Linked DNA regions of Mus musculus: all the other regions are linked to region 5. The links are chromatin contacts, called in public HiChIP or PLAC-seq and promoter capture Hi-C maps. All regions are on one chromosome and are shown on one strand. Each heading gives the region's core, a stretch centred on a gene start, on an enhancer-like site or on the middle of the called end of the contact. The rest is flanking DNA. Distances are from core to core; before and after follow the strand shown.

Region 1 (2,700 bases), core at 113-2,612, 1.8 Mb after region 5:
GAGGCAAGCCCGGACGTTCTGTAGATTGCCTTTTGTCCTGCTTTCCTTTCTGACTTTCTAAGACACAAGTTCCATCATCGAGGGATGTTAATTTATTTTCCAGATCTTCTTCTATGCTGAAATTGAATTGAAAGGCCATCCTCTTTTTCTATGCACACCGTTTTTTTACCAAAGGATGATGCTTCAGCTTCTAGAAAGAATTTAATGGCATAACCGATCACACAGTCGATTAGTTCTGTTGCGCCCAATGTCTGTTAGCTGCGTATACACCATCAGATGTATTCAGAGGGGGCTCCAAAGACGTTTTAGACGCCTTTGATCCTTTTTCAGTTCAGCCCTGGAAAGGGAAGGGGGAAAAGAAAATGTTTAAAAACAAAAACAAAAAAAGGCTGTGTGTATGCGATTTAGCAAAATGCACAGATGCCTTAAGTATTCAAAAGTAGAAGATAAAACATAAAGACAAACAAAAGAATAGCTATAGCAGCTACCACCTTCACCAGAACAATAAACCCCAAGATTTGTAGACAGGACAGCCTAGCTACCTGCTGCCTGGTCTTTTTTTTTTTTTTTTTTTTTTTGGTTTTTCGAGACAGGGTTTCTCTATAGCCCTGGCTGTTCTGGAACTCACTTTGTAGACCAGGCTGGCCTCGAACTCAGAAATCCACCTGCCTCTGTCTCCCGAGTGCTGGGATTAAAGGCGTGCGCCACCATGCCCAGCTTCCTGCCTGGTCTTTTAGTTGCCTTGTGCTCAGGCATCTTCACCTTCATCTTCCTAAATTTCTGACGCATCTACAGTAATTATTTTCTCTTTGTTCACAGTGGCATCCAGGTTTGTTCCTTCATCTCTGCCTCGCAAAAACAGTTTAAGGTTTTATTTGGGTAAGTAGGGTATCCATTTTCAAACACACACAGGTGTGTGTGATCTGGTGTGTGCAAACTCATCCAAACGGTACATTTATGTGTACGTAGTTCTACACCTTATGTGACTGGAGGGATGAATAAAGACTAGGACTGTGGAAAGTATAATCGATTGTATAGAAACATTTCCGGCAATATGCCAGACCATAACACCCGTTTTAATTTGCACATTTCTGGACGGTGGGATCTCCGTTCACTTGGCAGGAGCCGTAGGAACGGAAGCACGCACGCCAGTAAAATCATTCCTATTCTCGAACGCACCTCACAGGGGAGTAGAGTCATTCCTGGCCTCAGCCCAGGTCACCCTTGAAACTACGCGTCGTCTCAAAGTCCCCCCGGACTGAGGATAGCAAACCTGAGGACTTCTGGTCTCAGCATTGGAAAGTCAGACGCCAGGGCGAACAAACTACCGGAGAAACTCGCCTTCAGCCTACGGCGAACACCAACGAGATGAGTCCTCCAATAGCTAGAGAGGGCCCCGACGCTTGGGGGCGAGAGTGCTCCTCTCTATGGTTTGGTGGGGGCGGAGCTCTCTCAAAGCCTGCTGGGACGGCGTTCCAAGCTGTGGCGGGAGTCGTGCGGATTCGTTCGTCTCTCGGGGGTGGCGAAAGAATGTCGCAGGACGATGCGGAGGTGGCGAGCGGGGTCGTGCTGGAGGAACTCAGCAGCTGGTCGGAGGAGATGTGCCGTCGGGAGCTGCCTTCGGTGCTGCCCCGGCTCCTCATATCCTTGGAGGGCGCTGAGCGGGGGGTGTGTCGCGAGCCTGCTCCGCCCTGACGCGGGCAGCCTGGGATTCGAACTCTGTTTTGTTTTGCGAGGTGATGGTTAAGGGAACGAGGACAACCGTGGGTTGAGGGGCTAGGCGCGCCTAGCATTGTCGGACGATTGCGACTGGAGCGTTTGAAAATGATGAGTGCTCTCATGCCTTAAGTTTAGTTCTCTGTTCCTAAGTTTGCCCGGTCGGTCGCACTTGCCTAAGTGTGGGAGATGCCCGCGCTGGTGCTCAGTATCTGGATGAAGCGTGAGAGCTGAAGGATGTAGTTGTAGTTCTTCCGTGGTACCACATCTTCAAAGGATGGTCTGTAAACAAAAATGCTTTTCCCCTTTCGAACCCGTTTCCCTTTTAAGTTACAAGGCGGTGCTTCAGGTATTGGCTTTAATCGAGTTGTAATTGTGTGGAGTTAGGTGCAAAGAATAATTATGTAATGCTTTTGTGTTTGTAATTGGAAGTCGACTCCCTTCATGTAAAAGGTGATTTTAATTTTATGATTTTGATCATACCTTCTATTTAAAATTACACACACAGAAACAGACACACACACACCCCTCCAAAAACTGAAAATACCATTACATTTAGTGAAAGTTCAAACCTTGCACGAATGATGTTTCATAGTATAACTTAAGTTCTCTCACACTGAAGTCATTCCTTAGACATTAGCAAAATCCAACGTGGTGCTGATGACCGTTTTTAAAGTACTCCGTGTGTGGATATGGAATTATTTTGCTTTTTAGATGGTAGTCCTGACTGGCCTGATACTAGCTATACAAAACAGACTGGTCTTGGGTTTGCAGTAATCCTGAGTTTGCAGTGCTGGAATTTTTGTGTGTCAACGAGAAGGGTTGTTTTTATGGAATTTCCTCCTGGAAACAACTGTTTTCCTACTCAAAAGATGTTTATTTATGTAATGTGTGTCTCAGACTGCTAGGCTTAGAGGGAATGAAGATATCTGTTATTTACCCTCCCCTCAGTATTACAGGTACCACACTACATTTAGAGTACCA
Region 2 (2,700 bases), core at 164-2,663, 1.6 Mb after region 5:
CATTTAGATGTGATATTTCTCACTAGCATGATACCAAGACTGAATACAATGCCTTCCCAAACAACCCAGAACCAACAACAGCAAACTCAAAGGCTGATTATTCATTTATACTAAAACATTACACATTGCTTTCAAGATATTACATTATTTTCTTTGGCTGATTGCTTTGGTTTTGCAATTGTAAAAGAGGAACACATCTTTCACAATCACTTAAACTTTGATGTCAACTAAAAGGGAAAAAAATGCGTCAACCAGTAAGCGAGGCTTAGCATTTAAAATAAAAACACTCGTGGTCGCAAGTGCTACGTAGAATCTATGACTTGGGTAACTGCAGGCAGGTTAGCAAAATATATTCTGCAACTCAAAGTTAGGTTTGATATTATTTAAGCCTCCTCTTAGTTAGACATGCCTTTGAATGACTACCTTATGTGCTCACTAACATGGGTAATAATCAGGGCAGACCAAAATACCCAGGATAAGTCATATTCCAGGAAGTAACTCAAAATGAGAGGAAAAAATGAAGCCACATTAGGTAGCCAGGGGTAAGTCTAGGAAAAGTGAAAATACAAGTGTGCCTTCCCTTCCCTCTGAACCCACAGTGAAAATCGTTTATAGGAAGGCAACAAAATCTCCTTATAATGAAGTACATGGTGACAGCTTTGACATCTTTTTCTTTAGAAGATGAACTTGTGTTTAACAGGAATAAATATTATATAACTAGAAGGTCCTTTTTCTTTTTTTTAAGCAGACTGTCAAAAGGCTTAAGCCGAATGCACAGGAAGGGCTAAGAGGGCTGTGGAGGTGTGTCCTTTCAACCCATCAATACACTAAACTAACAAACGTGGGGGGAAAACAGATTAGGGATTGCACCTGGAAAGAAAGCCACAGCTAACCATTCACATTGAAATTTCCACATCCTCAAAATGATAAATTATGTCCATAGAGACAAAATTACACCCACACAACATTAGTCTCTCTCTCTCTCTCTCTCTCTCTCTCTCTCTCTCTCTCTCCTCCTCCTCCTCTTCCTTTTCCTTTTCCTCCTCCTCCCAGCCCACCCCCACCCCTTGCAACTATAATAGATTTTCTTCCTTGAAGAAGCCCACCTGGATTTCACCCCCAGTTACCTTGGATCTGTGGGCTCAGGATGATAGTTCCAGAGGATCCCCTGAGCTGCCACATAGAACTGCCTTAGTTGCGCGGCCTCTGCCTGGTGGCTGCCCCAGCCCGCCCAGCGGGTTCCCAGAACCACCAGGAGGAAGAAGCACGGGCAGACTAGGAGCATGGCCCTTGTCCTGCCGCGCGCTGCCACCACCGACAGTGCTCAGTGCTCTGTCCCTGTTGCGCGCTGATCTGTCTCCCTGGAGGACTAAGAAGCTGCAGGGCACAGTGAGTGTCCCTGTCCCCTGTGGTGGCTGTCTAACCCTACCTCCCTCTATGCCTAGTGTAGGCAGGGGCTTGTTGAGGTCACTCCCCCCTGTGGCCACAGGCATTTACTAGAGAGAATGCCAGACAAGGAATGTAGAGGGAAAGGAAGGGCAAGCCTGCTGGAGGTTATGGCTCTGGAGCAGTGCCCAAGGGTCTCCGCCCCATCACAAAGCAGCATTTCCCCCACTTCAACGTAGGTGGGAGCAGCAATCCCACTTAACCTGCGCGGGTGGAGGTGGGGGGATGGGGTAGGGGTTCAAAGTTTAGGCTTGTCAGCTGATTTCTGCAAGCCTTAGTAAGACCCAACACCCATCCTCAGATCCCAGGAAAATGGCACTGCACAGTAACCAGAAAACAGCCTCAGGACAGGTCCACCAACAGGTTAGCAGTCTGAATCTCTTAGGACAGACCGCTTGGTAAGGGCTTGTCACCAGCTCAAGTGTAGCCGAGACCAGGGTTTAGAGAACTCATTTGAGATAGTCAGTAGCTGTGTGGTCTGGGGCCAACTATGTCTTTAGAAATACTTTTGACATCTGTAAAATAAGAATGGCAATTCTAGTTTTCCTTGATCTTATTATTGGGAGGGGACAAACTGTTGTAAACTGGACAGTCCCCAGGGCCTAGGTAGCTACAGTCTATGATCTTGTCTTTGCTCGTTCTCCTGTATCCTTGGCATGGTGTTTTAGATTTTATTTTTCTGTTGGTGGCAAAGCTGAGAATTATGCCTGAATCAGCAGGATGGCCTGCCCTGAATTCTCCAGAACTTTGTCTCTGCTCAGACTTTCTGCTTCCAGCACATCCAGTAAATTGTGATCTGGTACCATCCAGGTTCCGCAGCAGCCTCTCCCTCTCCCTCCCCCTGCCCCACCCCTCCCCCTTCCCTTCCTTCTCCCCTCCCCCCAACTCCTGCTTCTGTTTCTTTGCTGATCACATCACTGATATTCTTCAGTCAGTTTATAATGCCCCTTCTTGAGTCAGGCATGATGGCACATGCCTGTAATCCCAGCACACGAGGGCTAGAAGCAGGGGAATGTGAGTTTGAGGCCTGAGATCAGCCTAAGCTACGCAGTGAGACCATGTACTGAAAAGTAATTAATTAGCAGATGTGTGCACACATAACTACACTAGGAAGAATGCTCACACGGATTTCCTTCCCTTTCTGCTTCCCTGCTCTTTAAAGTCAGAATTTCTGCCATTGTCTCTGATTCTGGGTTCCAGTTGACTTTTCCGTTTCATGAACTTAATCTGCTCAGATTATATACTCCTTTTGCT
Region 3 (2,700 bases), core at 9-2,508, 1.6 Mb before region 5:
CTGGCTTACAGAACACATTTTTTTTCCCTGCTCTGAATATTCAATAAGAATAATCAAAACAAACACAAAAGTCAACCCAAAGTCCAAGAAACAAAGAACTCGCTTCCTCCTTAGTTTGTGCTAAGGGTTTGCTCCAAAGCATTAAGTGCTTGCAAGGATGAACTGTAGAAATCTAATGAACATCGTGATTACAGCTAATAATACCGTAAAATACATATTCACTTAAAATCTGCCAAGTGTGCAGAGCATGAAAGTTCTCACTACTCATAGGTGGAAACTACGTGGAGATAACGGATAAGTTCATTAATTAACAGTGGTAAGCACTACACGTGATTACACATGTTCAATGTTTTTTTTTCTCTCTCTCTCTTGTTAACCTGGAGAGCTAGCAGGCACTAAAGCTAAACAGATGTTGTCGGCTGCTGTTTTTTTTTTTCTCTCCTTTCCCAACTCTCATCGAAGTTCAGAAATATCCCAGCACTAGAAGGGGGAAGGTCATGTGGATCATGCATAACAGAAATCACCTGTGAGTCAACATCCCAGTAGCAGACTCTCCTGCAGGCCCAGCTCTCAAAACTCAAAAGACCCACAGGTTCTACGCCAGACTCTCCTGCTCCAGCCATGTAGTTACTCCCGGCCCCCCAGCGCACCCCACCGCACCCATAGCGCCCCCTCTTTTCCAGGAGCCTCCCCAACATTCTGTGCTCCGTGCTGCGACCACGCAAGTTCAGCAACCCTTGGCGGAGAGCTCGGAAGGACTCGGGGCAGCAGACTCAGTGCACAGGGCCGGGGAAGACCCACCCCATCCGCGTGCCGCCCCGCGCCAGGTTACCGGTGGCTGGCTCGAACGCTTTCTCCGTGCCGGAAGCATCCACCGGCTCCACACGGGCCCCGCCGCGGTAGTTGAGCGGCTGCGACACGACGAAGGTGCCAGTACTCATGGCGGCGACTGCTGCAGCCCGGTGAATGCGGAGGAGCGAGGTCAGCACAGAACCGACTGCACCGAGGATCATCTGCTACGCGTGCAAAGCGTCCGGAAGCCCCAGCAGATTACTACTGGAGGGGGAGATAGCGCGGTAACGAGGAGGGAGTGGCGAGGGGCGGAATCTCTGGGGCGTGGCCCATGGAAAGAGGCGACCCTGGCTGGGCAGGGGTGGACCACTAGGGAACAGGACCTCGGGGAGGTGTGGACCGTGAGTGTGAAGACCCGGGGCCCTCAAGGAGAGCCCAGTAGAGCCCACTGGGAGGAAGGGACAGTGGGAGGGGCGTGGCCTCGTGCCACGAGGGGGTGTGGCGTGAGAGGACGGCCAATGAGAGCCTAGAGTGAGTAGCTTGGGCCTAGTCAGCATAATTAAGGGCCTGGTGAGAGCTTCTGGGGCTGGAACTGGAAGACCTTTGGCCTAGATAATTACGTGGAACACCACACCACCCAAGTCCTCCGGTCCAGATCCCGAAGGAGTTCCTGGAAGGATAATGAGACCCCTTCTACTGGGCCTGCAAGCTTTTGCAACATTCTCCTTACTGTATTTCTTTGATTTCTTTTTGTGCTTTGTAGAAGCACAGTATTAGGGAATGTGTTCTTCTTTTTTTCTTTTTTTTTATTAGATATTTTCTTTATATACATTTCAAATGCTATCCCGAAAGTTCCCTATACCCTTCCCCTGCTCTGCTCCCCTACCCACCCACTCCCTCTTCTTGGCCCTGACATTCCCCTGTACTGGGGCATATAAAGTTTGCAATATACCAAGGGACCTCTCTTCCCAATGATGGCCGACTAGGCCATCTTCTGATACATATGCAGCTAGAGATACGAGCTCTAGGGGCACTGGTTAGTTCGTATTGTTGTTCCACCTATAGGGTTGCAGACTCCTTCAGCTCCTTGGGTGCTTTCTCTAGCTTCTCCATTGGGGGCTCTGTGTTCCATCTTTTAAAAGACTGTGAGCATCCACTTCTGTATTTGCCAGGCACTGGCATAGCCTCATACAAGACAACTATAACAGGGTCCCTTCAGCAAAATCTTTCTGGCATATACAATAGTGTCTGGGTTTGGTGGCTGAGTGTGGGATGGATCCCCGGGTGGGGTAGTCTCTAGATAGTCCATCCTTTCGTCTTAGCTCAAAAATATGGAACGCTTCACGAATTTGCGTGTCATCCTTGCGCAGGGGCCATGCTAATCTTCTCTGTATCGTTCCAATTTTAGTATATGTGCTGCCGAAGCGAGCATGGAATGTGTTCTTCTAATTTAGTAAAAATTTTGGTCAATTTTCTCAGCTCTCTGTACGAATTAATCTTTTCAGTGCCTCTGAGATGTGTAGGTTTGGGTCCTCAAATGGAAACAGCAGTACCCAATTAAGAACACCTAGGCCCGAACTCAAAGGACTGCTTTTGTTGGGGTTGGTCAGAAACATCTGGAAACATCTGGCCTGGGTCAAGATCATTGACAGGTACAGAGATAACAGCTGGTCGTTTTGTGGCCAGTTGTGTTTAAAGTATTCTGCCCAGCCATCCCATGTTGATTTGTTACATTTAGATCGTCTGATGTATGTTCCAGAAATGTGACCATGGCATCTGTTGATCTAATCGTGGCAATAAAAGTAGAGTGTGACCCAAACCCAATGAAAGTCAACAGCAAAATTTGCTCTTACTCTATCAAGTCAGAATGTTGGTATGAAAATTCATTCTTATTTTGGCACCTCCTTT
Region 4 (2,700 bases), core at 134-2,633, 1.5 Mb before region 5:
AGGGTACCACTCCCACTGACACTAGTCACAGTGACTTATTCTCCAAACACAGCTCACACATTCAAATCTCCATGTTTACGTGATTTTTCCTTTCCCTAGAATTTCCTCTCCCTCTTTTATCTTCTATCTACATTCTAACTAATCCACAAGGCACTGGGTCCATCTGTACCATGAGATCTTCCATAGTCTCTCACAACAGAACAGGACCTCTTCTTTAGAATGAAGACTCTGTGTGTGTGTGTGTGTGTGTCTGCCATGACCCCTTTCCCCTTTAGCTCCCCGCCCCCCCCCCCCCCCCCCCCGTTTTAGGCAAGGTCTCGACAGGAAGTAGATCCAGCCTGGAATGCACTATGTAGACCAGGCCTGCCCTATCTGGAGCTCTACCACACCCAGATTCCTTTTAGCTTTATTAAAGATGCTGCACAAAGGTCTTTGATTTCTATCTTTACCAAGTTAGAGTATGGTTTTGTTTGTAACATGAATCTCCCTATGTAGCCCACACTAGCTGCGAACTCACAATCATGTCCATCTCCTGAGTGTTGAGATTTCAGTTGCCCTAACAAGGAACACTGGCTTGTAGTATTCTTGGTATACTCCTCTCTTAGTTACTGTGAACATGCACCCATTGAACTTCCCGTGTTGAACCGTCCACCGTCTTACCATACTCACATTTTTTACTTTGTTTTTCCACTTCTGCCTTCAATCTCTTGTATTTGTCTGTCCTGTAAACCAGGACCCAGGTTATGCCTAAACAGTAAAAGCAACATGCTAATGAGAAATAAATGGAAATCACAACAAACCATCTTTAATTGTTAGTATTGGAGACAAAAGGATTTCGACATTTTGCTCTATACTTATCAGTAACTTTTTTCAAAGTCAGATCAACCCATGTTTTGTTTTGTTTTTTTCAGTGTATCCACAAATACGTAAAGAAAATCAGGACGTATGACTCCACACTACTCTCCTGCTTCTATAGGGGGATGAGCCCGGGATTTCTTGCAACGGACCACGCAGGCCGCAGGGAGTGAGGCTCCCGATCTTTGCTCATGGGGTGCGAGGGACCCCAGTGCCCTTCCACCCTGGGATTAATCAAACGTCCAAGGAAACAGCCGCCCTCACCCTCGGCGAGCAGCGCGGTGCACACGGAGATAAAGACGATGAGCAGCGTGTCTGCAAACATGGTGCTCATCTCGCCCGTCTGTCCCCGCGCTCCCACCCTCCGCGGGGGGAAAGCACTCCAGAGCCAGAGAGACCGGGAAGAGACGTGGCGGGACCGACCCTCGAGGAGCGCTACAACTTTGACAGCCCCGAGTCTACACTTCCGCTTCCGGGGCGCCGACCCGGAACTACAGGCTTCACTCCCGCCGTCTGGCCGCCATAGTCGGGAGAGAGCGGCAACGCGCAAGTCTCGGGGGCCGAAGGCGCGCGCCAGGCCCGGTCTCGCGAGAGTTGGAAAGCCAGGTCGGTCGGAGGATGGCGGTGTGGTGGCGGCGGCGTTGCGACCTCGGCAGTGCGTTACCTGCTCTCCGAGCCCGATCGCCTACCTCACACTAGAACCCTGTCACACGGTGGCTGGACTTCACCCGCATCCCCGCCTCCGTGGCCGAAAAGTTAGGCCACCGCGTGCGGAGCGTCAGGGTCTGGGGGCTCGCCCCGGTCCTGGGCTGGGCGAGCCGAGTCGAGGAGTCCTCGGGCGCTGGTTAAACCAGCCTTTATGATGCCGGGGACGCCGTTGGAGGAGAAGGGCTGCACAACTCGCTTGCTGCGGCCGGGCTTTTATTGGAAGGAACGGTGGCGCAGTCGAAGGGGAAGAAGTGAAAACGTTGAATTTGAGTTAGAAGTGTTTTGGGGGCTGGGCGGTGGTGGCGCACGCCTTTAATCCCAGCACTTGGGAGGCAGAGGCAGGCCGATTTCTGAGTTCGAGGCCAGCCTGGTCTACAGAGTGAGTTCCAGGACAGCCAGGGCTATACAGAGAAACCCTGTCTCGAAAAAAAAAAGAAAGAAAGAAAAAAAAAAACAGCCGGGGGGTTGGGGGGGGACGGACACGGGGATAGAAAAAGGTGTGGTGTGTAAAAGTAGGATGTCTTGAGAGAGCCTCATACACTCAGATGTCCTCCGTGATGGACTGTAAATTACCGTGTGCAAGCGGGGCGAGAAAATGACGGGAAGGCCTTGATATAAGAGCACTCGATTCCTCCCAATTCTCAGATCTGCTCTTTTTCCTCAAGAAAACTCAGAAGTCTTCCTTTGTGCGTCCTTGTGTTTTTTTGAGACAGGGTTGCACTATGGAGCCCTGGTTGACCTGGAGCACTCAAGAGACCCCCCTGTCCTAGCTTTCCATAACTGTGCCACCATGCCCAGTTTGACTTCCATTTTCTGTCATTGTTCTTCCAAATTTCACTGCACACAATTTATAAATCTTCTGTAGCATTACCTTTTTAGTTTCTCTTGCCTTATATTTATCCAGGACTCCTTTAATAGATATTAAATATATGTCTATTAAATAAAGATATAACTATAAATATACGTCTTTAATAGACATTAAATATATGTCAGGAACAGTACTGGGCCCTGTAAGATGGAGCAAGATAAGATTCCTTGGTTCCAAAATTCCCCAGGGAAATTGTACGCCATAGTAAGATAGAATTATAGCTAAAGTGTTGAGAGCGCAAGACCGATTCTTCACGGAGGATTCAGAAA
Region 5 (2,700 bases), core at 105-2,604:
TACAGGTCCTCGCGCCTACATGGCAAGTATTTTACCAACTGGGCTATTTCCCTAGCCCCTAGGATTGCAGTTTTAAAAGGCAGTAGCTAATTTAAATTTGTTTAGAACAATACAGAACTCTGTGGAGGCTGAAGAAAACGGGTCTCTTCTATTCTAGCACATGGGTCCCAGTCCTGTGGCCTGTGCTTTGAAGACAAGTGGGTCTGAGGTGAACTAGGGTTGGCCCCCTGGCTTTGCGCAAATTACTTAACCTCATGTCTTCATCTGTAAACCCGGAATAGCCATGCCTGTTTCTAAGAGTTACTACAAGAGACAATGAATGAAAACAGGTGGAACCGAAAAGCCCTAGGCACATACCATGGCAAGGGCTTGGTTAAAGCGTCGGCGTCTCTTGGCTCACTGTTTACCACGACACCAAGCTTTCTCAGTTTTGCCACAGACCCTCCACCGAGTCAGGCTTCATTTCTGGGCTCCTGTGTGGCCTTTCCCTCCCAGGCTGTTTCCACCTGAGCTGTAAGCAGAGCCAGGTCCGCAGTCAACTATAATGCTGTGTAGTAGTTTCCCACTGCTGATAGGTAAAGGTAGGGAAGAGAATCTCCGAAGTCACATAAGCCAAACGCTAAACTATCCAACAATCTGTATGCCTTTAGATCACAAGAGTGCAGTTTATGCAGAGACAGCGCCTAAAGAGGACGCCTGACTATCTGAAGGGTGTGAAGTGCTCCAGGTACTGGCAAAGAATTTACCCCAAGCGCTTAGACCAGTAACAGGGTAAGTAGGAACTTCCTGGTAGTTCCCCAACATCTGGGATGCTACAACCTCCGCCTAGCCAGCGCAGGCCAGAAGAGACAGTCATGTGAGCTGGGTTCAAAAGTCTTATCTCTAAGACCCACGCTCTCCCCAGCGAGCTAAACTGGAGACGCTGGTTTCCTGCTCTGCCGGGTCTGGGAAACCGCGCCGCGCTCCCGCTCACCTGCAGGTCGCTCACGGCTTGCTGCAGTGGACTCAGGTACATGTAGGGCTCGCCCGTGCCTTCTCCCGGAGGACCGTCACTGATTGAGATGATGTCCGCGAAGGGCCAGCCGCGCACCTCCTTTATTGTGGAGATAGTGGCCAGCGAGCCCCAGTCTGAGACGTGAGTCACGAAGCGGGCCACGCGCGGCCCGTCTTCGCGGGGTGGCAGCGGAGGCAATCGCCTGTCCACGTCCCAGTCCCCGTGGTCCCGGCCTCCGCGACCCGAGGCCGGCGACACCAGTAGTGCCACCAGCGCGGGCGCCAGAAGGGCAGCAAGCAGGGAACGCGCGAGCTCAGGAGCACGGGCAGCCATGACGCTGACTGCGGAGTCCCTGCCCACCGACCAAACTCTGCCGGGGTAACTATTGCCTGCCCGTTGTTCCGCCCCTCCGAGAAAGCCAATCAGAGATGAGCAGGCAAGAGGGGGCGTGGCTCCAGTGCAACCCAGTTTCCAGAAGCATATGGTCTGTTCACCGTGTCCTGTGATCTGCTCTGTGAAGAGTGCGAATTTGCCCTAAAGAGATATTTGTTTTGCTTGTTTGATTTACAGACAGATAAATGAGGTCTAGAAGAAATTAAGCAACTTCCTAAGTCACAGTGCTAGAAAAAAGCTGCCTGCATGCACGCACACACCTCCTTTTTAATGTCTTTGAGTATGCTTGCCTGGCATCTAAGAGAACGTGAGTTTTCTGTGTGCTCTTTTCTGTTTACTGACTGTTAGCAAGCAAGCCTATATGTAGTACAGTACAGAAATACCGACATGCAGGAACTTAAAAATTCCTGGCCCAGAAGAGTCTTCAGATAAAGCCACTTTGTTAGTTTTCGGTATCCCACTCAAGACTTTGACCTTGTCCATTTGAGACCTGTCAAGTCATCTAGCTCGGTTAAATTCGTGGTTTCATGCATTTATTCTGGCAGATCCTCCAAGCCCGTGGAGGATTTTCATTCTGCTACCCTAGGGAGTTAGAAAATGTATGCAAACGTGTTTGCGTCGTTTTAAAACTGTGGCCACTGTTAGAATCTTTTAAGCCCCACCCATCCTATAGTCTGAATCAGGCCACACCTCTCTGCAGCTCTCTCTCTTCCTAACAGAGTTATGAAGCAGTCCGTGCTTAGCCGCTACTCTTTTTTCTTTCTTAAAAAAATATTAGGTATTTTCTTCATTTACATTTCAAATGCTATCCCGAAAGTCCCCTGTACCCCCCCCTCCCCTACCCACCCACTCCTACTTCTTGGCCCTGGTGTTCCCCTGTACTGGGGCATATAAAGTTTGCAAGACCAAGGGGCCTTTCTTCCCAATGATGGCCGACTAGGCTATCTTCTGCTACATATGCAGCTAGAGACACGATCTCTGGGGGTACTGGTTAGTTCATGTTGTTGTTCCACCTATAGGGTTGCAGACCCCTTCAGCTCCTTGGCAGCTCCTCTTAGTCTGTGGCACCCAGCTCCCTGTCATGTAGGCCAGGATGAACTAAATCATGGGATGTGAAACTTCCTGACACCTCTAAAATGATATAAAAATCAGGCTTAGCCTCTATTCTAGGGACTGGTGTGAGACTCCTAAAGGAGATTTCTGGAAAGATATTCTGAGGTCTGCCTCTAGCTAGCCCCCCACCCCAATCTGGCCCACTACTCTGTCTTTCTCCTGATCTCTGTCTGTCTCTCTGTCTCTCTCTCTGTCTCTGC
Region 6 (2,700 bases), core at 24-2,523, 1.5 Mb after region 5:
AGCAACATAAACATGAACTCCTGTTGCCAAGCCCCGTAAGCCTTTCAAATGAGTCACAGGATATTCAACCCTTTGGCTTCCTAACCATCACCACCAGGGCATTGCTCACATGATACACATGTCAACACACTAGAATAAAATGGTATCTTCCATGAACCGCATTTCTTAGCATTTCCTATTTTATTACTATGATTTTTTTTTACACATATAAAATGTAAAGTTTATCATCAATTTAAAAAAAAAATCTCTGTAAGTGCTTTTGGCCAGATCAATAGTAAACTGCAGTGGCAGAAATTAGTTCCTTCCACTTAAGTGTGTGAAAAATTCTCAGTGTCTGAAGACCTTGCAATGTGGCTCCGAACCTCAGGCATAGATGCACATTATATTTGGTAACTTTCTCACAAGATTAAAAATATTTAAAAATACTTTAACCCAATACTTCTATTTCACCCCTACATATATAACCTTTTAAACAATATTTGTTGAAACACCTAGAACCAAAAGAATAAACAGTAAAGAGAAAACCTTTCCATATAAAAAAAAAGCATTTAGCAAAAACAAAACAAAAACAAGAACAAAAACAAACAAAAAACACCTTATTTTAAAAAGCAGTTAAGCAAACTTCTACAGCACTATGAAACTATCTGGTCCATCCTTCCTGCTGCATCCCCATAAGTCTGTGGTGTTATGAAATACTTTTTAAATTACCATCTGTTACAAGCTCTGACAGGAATATTTAACAAAATTAGGTAAAATTTTGGATTCGTGCTGAACATCTGAAGCACCAACGGAATGAATATAGCATTCTATGTGTGGAAGCTAACATTTCAGGAGTGATTTCTTCCACGCAAGCTACCTTTCATAGTCTTAAACTCTGAGAAGGGAAATGATAGGACAAAAACTCTAAGCGTCTAAGCCGTCCTCTGAGGGGCTCTCCTGGTGCATGGTGAAGTGACGCTGTGCGGGGCTGGGGAGATCCTGGGGCTTCTCCCTGGAAGAGGGCTCGCTTCAGCCGCCTCCCTGCCACCTCGCCCCGACGTTTATCCTCTCCCTGCTCCTGCCACCTGTCTGCCTGTCCTTCCCTCCTCTCCCGCTAAGTCCCCTCCTGCCTGTGGAAGATGCAGCGGCTGGGGTCACAGAGATGGCCGCAGGAGCTCTCTTCTCCTTTTCTAAGCTCTGACAACGAGGCAACGGTGACACCCCGGGGCCTGCTCCTGAAGCACCCAGCACCCGGGTGCCATGGCAACAGCGCGCCTCTGAGGCCTTCTTCCGGACTTCCCACTACTGAGGCGGGGTAGGATCGCGCGCAGGCGCAGAACGGATCCCCGCGAACACCTGCGCCTTACATCCGGCCAGCGTTTCCAAGACCCGGAAGACTCGCATCCCCTTTGGTTTTCTGCCTTGAATGTGGATTTTGTATACCTGTAGTCAGATTTTTAATTTGTTTCCAAAACTTAACAATAAAAGTGCATTTCTGTGTTCATTTTCCTCAAGTAAATATTAAAAGATAACAGTTCCTCAAGTAAATATTAAAAGATAACAGTTGCTAGTTGTTAATTGCTGTTTCGACCCTCAGCTTAAAGAAATTATAGCCAAAATTGTATTTACAGAAAGGAGTTATGAAAGAAAATAGAACTTTAGTTCCAGCAATCAAACTCATCAAGAGAGGCAACTACAGTTTTCCCATAACTTCCCTTAATACCTTGGGGGATAATAGGAAAATAAGAGAACATTCAGATTGTGGTGATAGATAATAGGCCAGCCATGAAGGAGCTCACAGAGTGTAAATAGAAGGGCAATATAACATAGGTACAAATTCATCTAAAAAAAAAGGTGGATCGAGGAGAGATTCATATATAAGCTAATATATATTAATATATTAACCTCTCCTTGATTATATATATATATATATCTTTATATATGTAAAGAGTTTACTCCAGAGCTTACTTTTGAAAAATAGTATAAATTATGGGAGACGGGCTGGGCATTACACATGGAGATGATAGCTTGTGGGAAGACAGGCATCAACTTGTTTTGTTGACTCAAAATATACCAGATAGGGTGAAGCATACATCAAAACCTTATGCCTCACTGCCTGTTAGCAATTACATGCATAACTTGGAAGCCAACAATGTGATCTGGGGATAAACATTGTCATGTCTCATTTCCATGCAAAAATATTCATGGCAGTCATTCCTAGGAAACTGTGAGTTCCCTTTCAAGGAGAGACTGGGTTTAGACATTTACAAGCCTCCAGCCATATAAATGTTTGATAGATAGTTCTTGAGTTCCCCAGGCTAATAGGTCTTTAAAAGGAACTAACTGTAATATTTACAAGCTTGGTGAGGAAGGATAATGAAGGTTTCTGAAGGAAGTGGGGTTTTGGTCATCAGAGATGAGAGAGGAAAATACCTCGAAAACAGGACATTTTAGAAAGTTCACGATCAAATCATAGAATAACGAGATGTATCATGAGTGTTCAAGACTTACCCGCAGGGGAGGAAGGAATGAGAGAGGGGTTATGTCACACTTTATGCAGGCACATCATTTAATGCCTCTTCTCTCCAGTGAGCTGAGTGTACATAGGCTAACCATGACTGACCAAGGGAAGAAAACGAAGGACATGTAAGAACTGGTGGAAACACCTCACAGAAATACCTGGAGCTGGGCTCTCCTCATTTCCTAAGCATGTCTCAATCC
Region 7 (2,700 bases), core at 138-2,637, 1.5 Mb before region 5:
CACCAGTGTTCCTGGTGGAAGCAGGGCCAAGAAGTGGGCATCAGATCCCCTGAAGCTGCCAAGTGAGTGACGGGAATTGGACCCACATACCTCTGGACAAGCAGCCAGTGTTTTTGTTGTTGTTGTTGTTATTGTTGTTGTTGTTGTTGTTATTGTTTTTGATTTTTCGAGACAGGGTTTCTCTGTATAGCCCTGGCTGTCCTGGAACTCACTTTGTAGACCAGGCTGGCCTCGAACTCAGAAATCTGCCTGCCTCTGCCTCCCAAGTGCTGGGATTAAAGGTGTGCAGAGGCAGGTGGATTTCTGAGTTCAAGGCTAGCCTGGTCTACAGGTTTCTGGTTCTAGGACAGCCAGGGCTATATAAAGAAACTCTGTCTCGAACCCCCCCCCAAAAAAAAAGAGGTTCAGAGTTCAGAGAAGCGGAGATTCTAGTACTACCTTTCAGGTGTGCCCAGCAAAACTGCCCTTTCTGGTTCCTTTAGGAGTCTTTTCAAGCCCCAATACTCTACAGTGATATTCAGGCATTGTTCTAAAAACTTTACCTATGATAATTCATTTTAGCCCATCAAAAATCCTAGCGTGTATCATTTTTATTTTCATTTAATAGAGCACTGAGGCACATTGGCCTTGCTTATGGAACTTGATGTGAATGAAGACATCTGGCTCCCGCGGTGAAGACTCCTTTTTAGTCTCCATTTGGTACTGTTTTCCTAACTAAGTGACAAATTGCCTGCCTCTAATAAACTAGGTCAGTTAAAGTCATCAATGAATGGAAATGGCATTGTTATGTTTCTATTTTCATTAACCCTAGCTCCACGGGAATGTCAGTACTGCGGAGCTAGGATGGTGTGGAAGGGCACTGGTTTTTCAGGGAGGAGTAACCGTCCCCGAGTCACCCTTCTTTTAGGGAGTCACATGAGGACAGACCTGCTAAGGAAAATGGCACTTGGGGGTTTCCAAGACAGGAACTCTCTTAAGCCGAGCGGGTGACACACTATTTTGGCACACGGAGGGTGGGAAGGGAGTCTCTGAAAACACAAGTTTCAGTGAGGATGAAGGGTCTAGGCATTAATTCTCCATCTTCATATTCCCAGCCTTTTCCAGTTTTGCGTCTCAAACCTCCAGTCTCTGCTCTGCTCTGGCAGTCTCTTCTAGCTTTTGATCTCTTTTGAAATAGGACGCAGAGTGGCGCATTAAGACGCTGACCTAGCCGGTTTCTTCACCCCTCCACCCCACCCCCCGCTCCGTCCCAGAAAGGGTTAATCCGGCGGGTGGGGAGGGGAGTGGCGCTCACACCTTTCCCAGAGACCTCGGGCGGCGGCGGGGCCCGGGCGGGGCGGAGGCTGGGGCCAGACTCCTGGCGAATAGCAGCGCGCAGCCCGCCCGGATTGGAGCAGCCTCATCACGCTGACCTCTGCCTGGGATGTAAACCCCACGGGCCGCCACGGGCACAGGAGAGCTCTCGGCACCTCCGGGAAAGCCACCTCGGCCTCCCCCGCGCCCGGGCTCCAGCCGCGGCCGGCCCAGCCTCGACCTCAGCAGCGACCAGCTGCTCCTGCGAGGAGCCGAGCGAGCCCGGTCGCGGGCGGGGAGCGTGCGTCGGTTCGCACAGGCTGCGAGAGGAGGGGCGGCGCGAGTCATGGCCGGGGACAGCGAGCAGACCCTGCAGAACCACCAGCAGCCCAACGGCGGCGAGCCCTTCCTGATCGGCGTGAGCGGGGGCACGGCCAGCGGGAAGGTAAGAGTCCGCGCGCCCTGCTCGCACGGCGGGCGGCGCATGTGGCCGGCGCCCGCGGGCCGTGTCAGTTGCAGCCTGCCACCGCGTGGCCCGCGGGATCCTCGTTCCGGGCCGCCGCGCTCCGGCGCCGCCAGACCCCGCGCAGGCTCGGTGCGCGGCGTTGGGGACCAGCGGGGGGACCCGGGCGACCGAGGGTCCAGGATGCGGGTTCCTCCTACAAGTCCCCCGCAGGGATGGTGCGCTCCCTCGCTGGTTCCCGGCGGCGGCTGTGACTCGTGGTCAGGGTCTTGTGGGGGAGGGGCGGAAAGCGGATGCTTATTGTTTTGCAAGTCGGGTGTAAGGACCCGGCTTTCGGGGCTTCCCTCGGAGCCCCGGTACGCTCCTCCGCCCGGCTTGGCCCTGGCCCCGGCCCAAGCCTGTGGGCTGCGAGGCTGGCCGGGATGCGCGAGGTGGCGCGCCCGCTGCCGGGAGCCCACCTGGGGGTTGCAGGGCTTTCCGGGAGAGCCGAAGCTCGATGGGCACAGTCACGGATGGGATGACAGCAGGGGCTGCTGTCTTTTATGCTTAGAAGAGAAAACCGCATCAGTCTCAGTGAGAAAGTTGTACAGGCTCCATGCTCTTCGGTGTCCGGGTCGCTCGCTCCTTGGATCGCAGGGAAGGGGTTACCGAGTCTGACTTTGCGAGGAACCTCTTTCCTTTGTATTTTCTCCTGCACGGCAGCGAGGGGCGACTTGACTTAACCTCGGGTCTTTACTGCAGGTGGAGAAGGGTGGAGCCCTCCCAGATGGTTCTTTCTTTACTCCCCCTCGCTCCCTTTTAGGATGTGGCTGCTTGTTCGCCTGCCGTTTAACAGCCGCCAAGTTCAGTGGGCGCTCGGGCTCCATGAGGGGCGCCCGAGGGAGCTGGGCGCCGCGTGCGGCCGCTGGTGAGGCCGGATGGTGAGTCCCCAAGGCTGGGCAGCG

Evidence for each region. Promoter capture Hi-C pulls out the DNA fragments that hold promoters and counts their contacts. HiChIP or PLAC-seq counts read pairs in DNA pulled down with a chosen protein or histone mark.
Region 1: a promoter capture Hi-C map of pre-B cells shows a contact between it and region 5, with 4 times the contacts expected there. The contact joins the promoter of Mettl18 here to the promoter of Creg1 in region 5. A contact is called at or near these places in 2 of 39 promoter capture datasets (erythroid cells and pre-B cells).
Region 2: a contact with region 5 is called in a promoter capture Hi-C map of pre-B cells, with 2.8 times the contacts expected there. The contact joins the promoter of F5 here to the promoter of Creg1 in region 5. A contact is called at or near these places in 2 of 39 promoter capture datasets (liver and pre-B cells).
Region 3: a contact with region 5 is called in a promoter capture Hi-C map of pre-B cells, with 4 times the contacts expected there. The contact joins the promoter of Aldh9a1 here to the promoter of Creg1 in region 5. A contact is called at or near these places in 6 of 39 promoter capture datasets (the C10 cell line, HPC-7-derived erythroid cells, hippocampal neurons and 2 more), 1 of 484 Hi-C or Micro-C datasets (liver), 1 of 115 datasets of contacts at active chromatin or transcription factors (bone marrow-derived dendritic cells) and 1 of 9 other capture datasets (adipose tissue).
Region 4: a contact with region 5 is called in a promoter capture Hi-C map of liver, with 4 times the contacts expected there. The contact joins the promoter of Tmco1 here to the promoter of Creg1 in region 5. A contact is called at or near these places in 7 of 39 promoter capture datasets (the 3T3-L1 cell line, HPC-7-derived erythroid cells, embryonic stem cells and 3 more) and 1 of 484 Hi-C or Micro-C datasets (B cells).
Region 6: an H3K27ac HiChIP or PLAC-seq map of bone marrow-derived dendritic cells shows a contact between it and region 5, with 3 times the contacts expected there. The contact joins the promoter of Ccdc181 here to the promoter of Creg1 in region 5. A contact is called at or near these places in 1 of 39 promoter capture datasets (liver) and 1 of 115 datasets of contacts at active chromatin or transcription factors (bone marrow-derived dendritic cells).
Region 7: an H3K27ac HiChIP or PLAC-seq map of bone marrow-derived dendritic cells shows a contact between it and region 5, with 11 times the contacts expected there. The contact joins the promoter of Uck2 here to the promoter of Creg1 in region 5. A contact is called at or near these places in 1 of 39 promoter capture datasets (embryonic stem cells), 3 of 484 Hi-C or Micro-C datasets (the G1E-ER4 cell line and LSK cells), 5 of 115 datasets of contacts at active chromatin or transcription factors (bone marrow-derived dendritic cells, bone marrow-derived macrophages, embryonic stem cells and 2 more) and 1 of 9 other capture datasets (adipose tissue).

What each region holds. Positions count from the first base shown.
Region 1 is chr1:163,993,551-163,996,250 of GRCm38.p6, reverse strand. Mettl18 (methyltransferase like 18) reads right to left here and starts at 1,362. Exons shown (of 2, transcript NM_027279.3): 1 at 1,180-1,362; 2 at 1-337. The coding sequence starts at 139. BC055324 (cDNA sequence BC055324) reads left to right here and starts at 1,455. Exons shown (of 24, transcript NM_201364.2): 1 at 1,455-1,641. The coding sequence starts at 1,531.
Region 2 is chr1:164,150,548-164,153,247 of GRCm38.p6, reverse strand. It overlaps F5 (coagulation factor V), which reads right to left and starts at 1,413. Exons shown (of 25, transcript NM_007976.3): 1 at 1,128-1,413. The coding sequence starts at 1,285. It overlaps Gm16548 (predicted gene 16548), which reads left to right and starts at 1,031. Exons shown (of 3, transcript NR_037987.1): 1 at 1,031-1,389.
Region 3 is chr1:167,348,549-167,351,248 of GRCm38.p6, reverse strand. It overlaps Aldh9a1 (aldehyde dehydrogenase 9, subfamily A1), which reads right to left and starts at 1,258. Exons shown (of 11, transcript NM_019993.4): 1 at 833-1,258. The coding sequence starts at 1,013. It overlaps Gm24182 (a small nuclear RNA gene), which reads right to left and starts at 2,224; the gene lies at 2,118-2,224.
Region 4 is chr1:167,307,353-167,310,052 of GRCm38.p6, reverse strand. It overlaps Tmco1 (transmembrane and coiled-coil domains 1), which reads right to left and starts at 1,383. Exons shown (of 7, transcript NM_001039483.1): 1 at 1,120-1,383; 2 at 670-747. The coding sequence starts at 1,189.
Region 5 is chr1:165,762,412-165,765,111 of GRCm38.p6, reverse strand. Creg1 (cellular repressor of E1A-stimulated genes 1) reads right to left here and starts at 1,354. Exons shown (of 4, transcript NM_011804.3): 1 at 974-1,354. The coding sequence starts at 1,327.
Region 6 is chr1:164,274,171-164,276,870 of GRCm38.p6, reverse strand. It overlaps Ccdc181 (coiled-coil domain containing 181), which reads right to left and starts at 1,273. Exons shown (of 6, transcript NM_029115.3): 1 at 1,110-1,273.
Region 7 is chr1:167,283,814-167,286,513 of GRCm38.p6, reverse strand. It overlaps Uck2 (uridine-cytidine kinase 2), which reads left to right and starts at 1,387. Exons shown (of 7, transcript NM_030724.3): 1 at 1,387-1,738. The coding sequence starts at 1,640.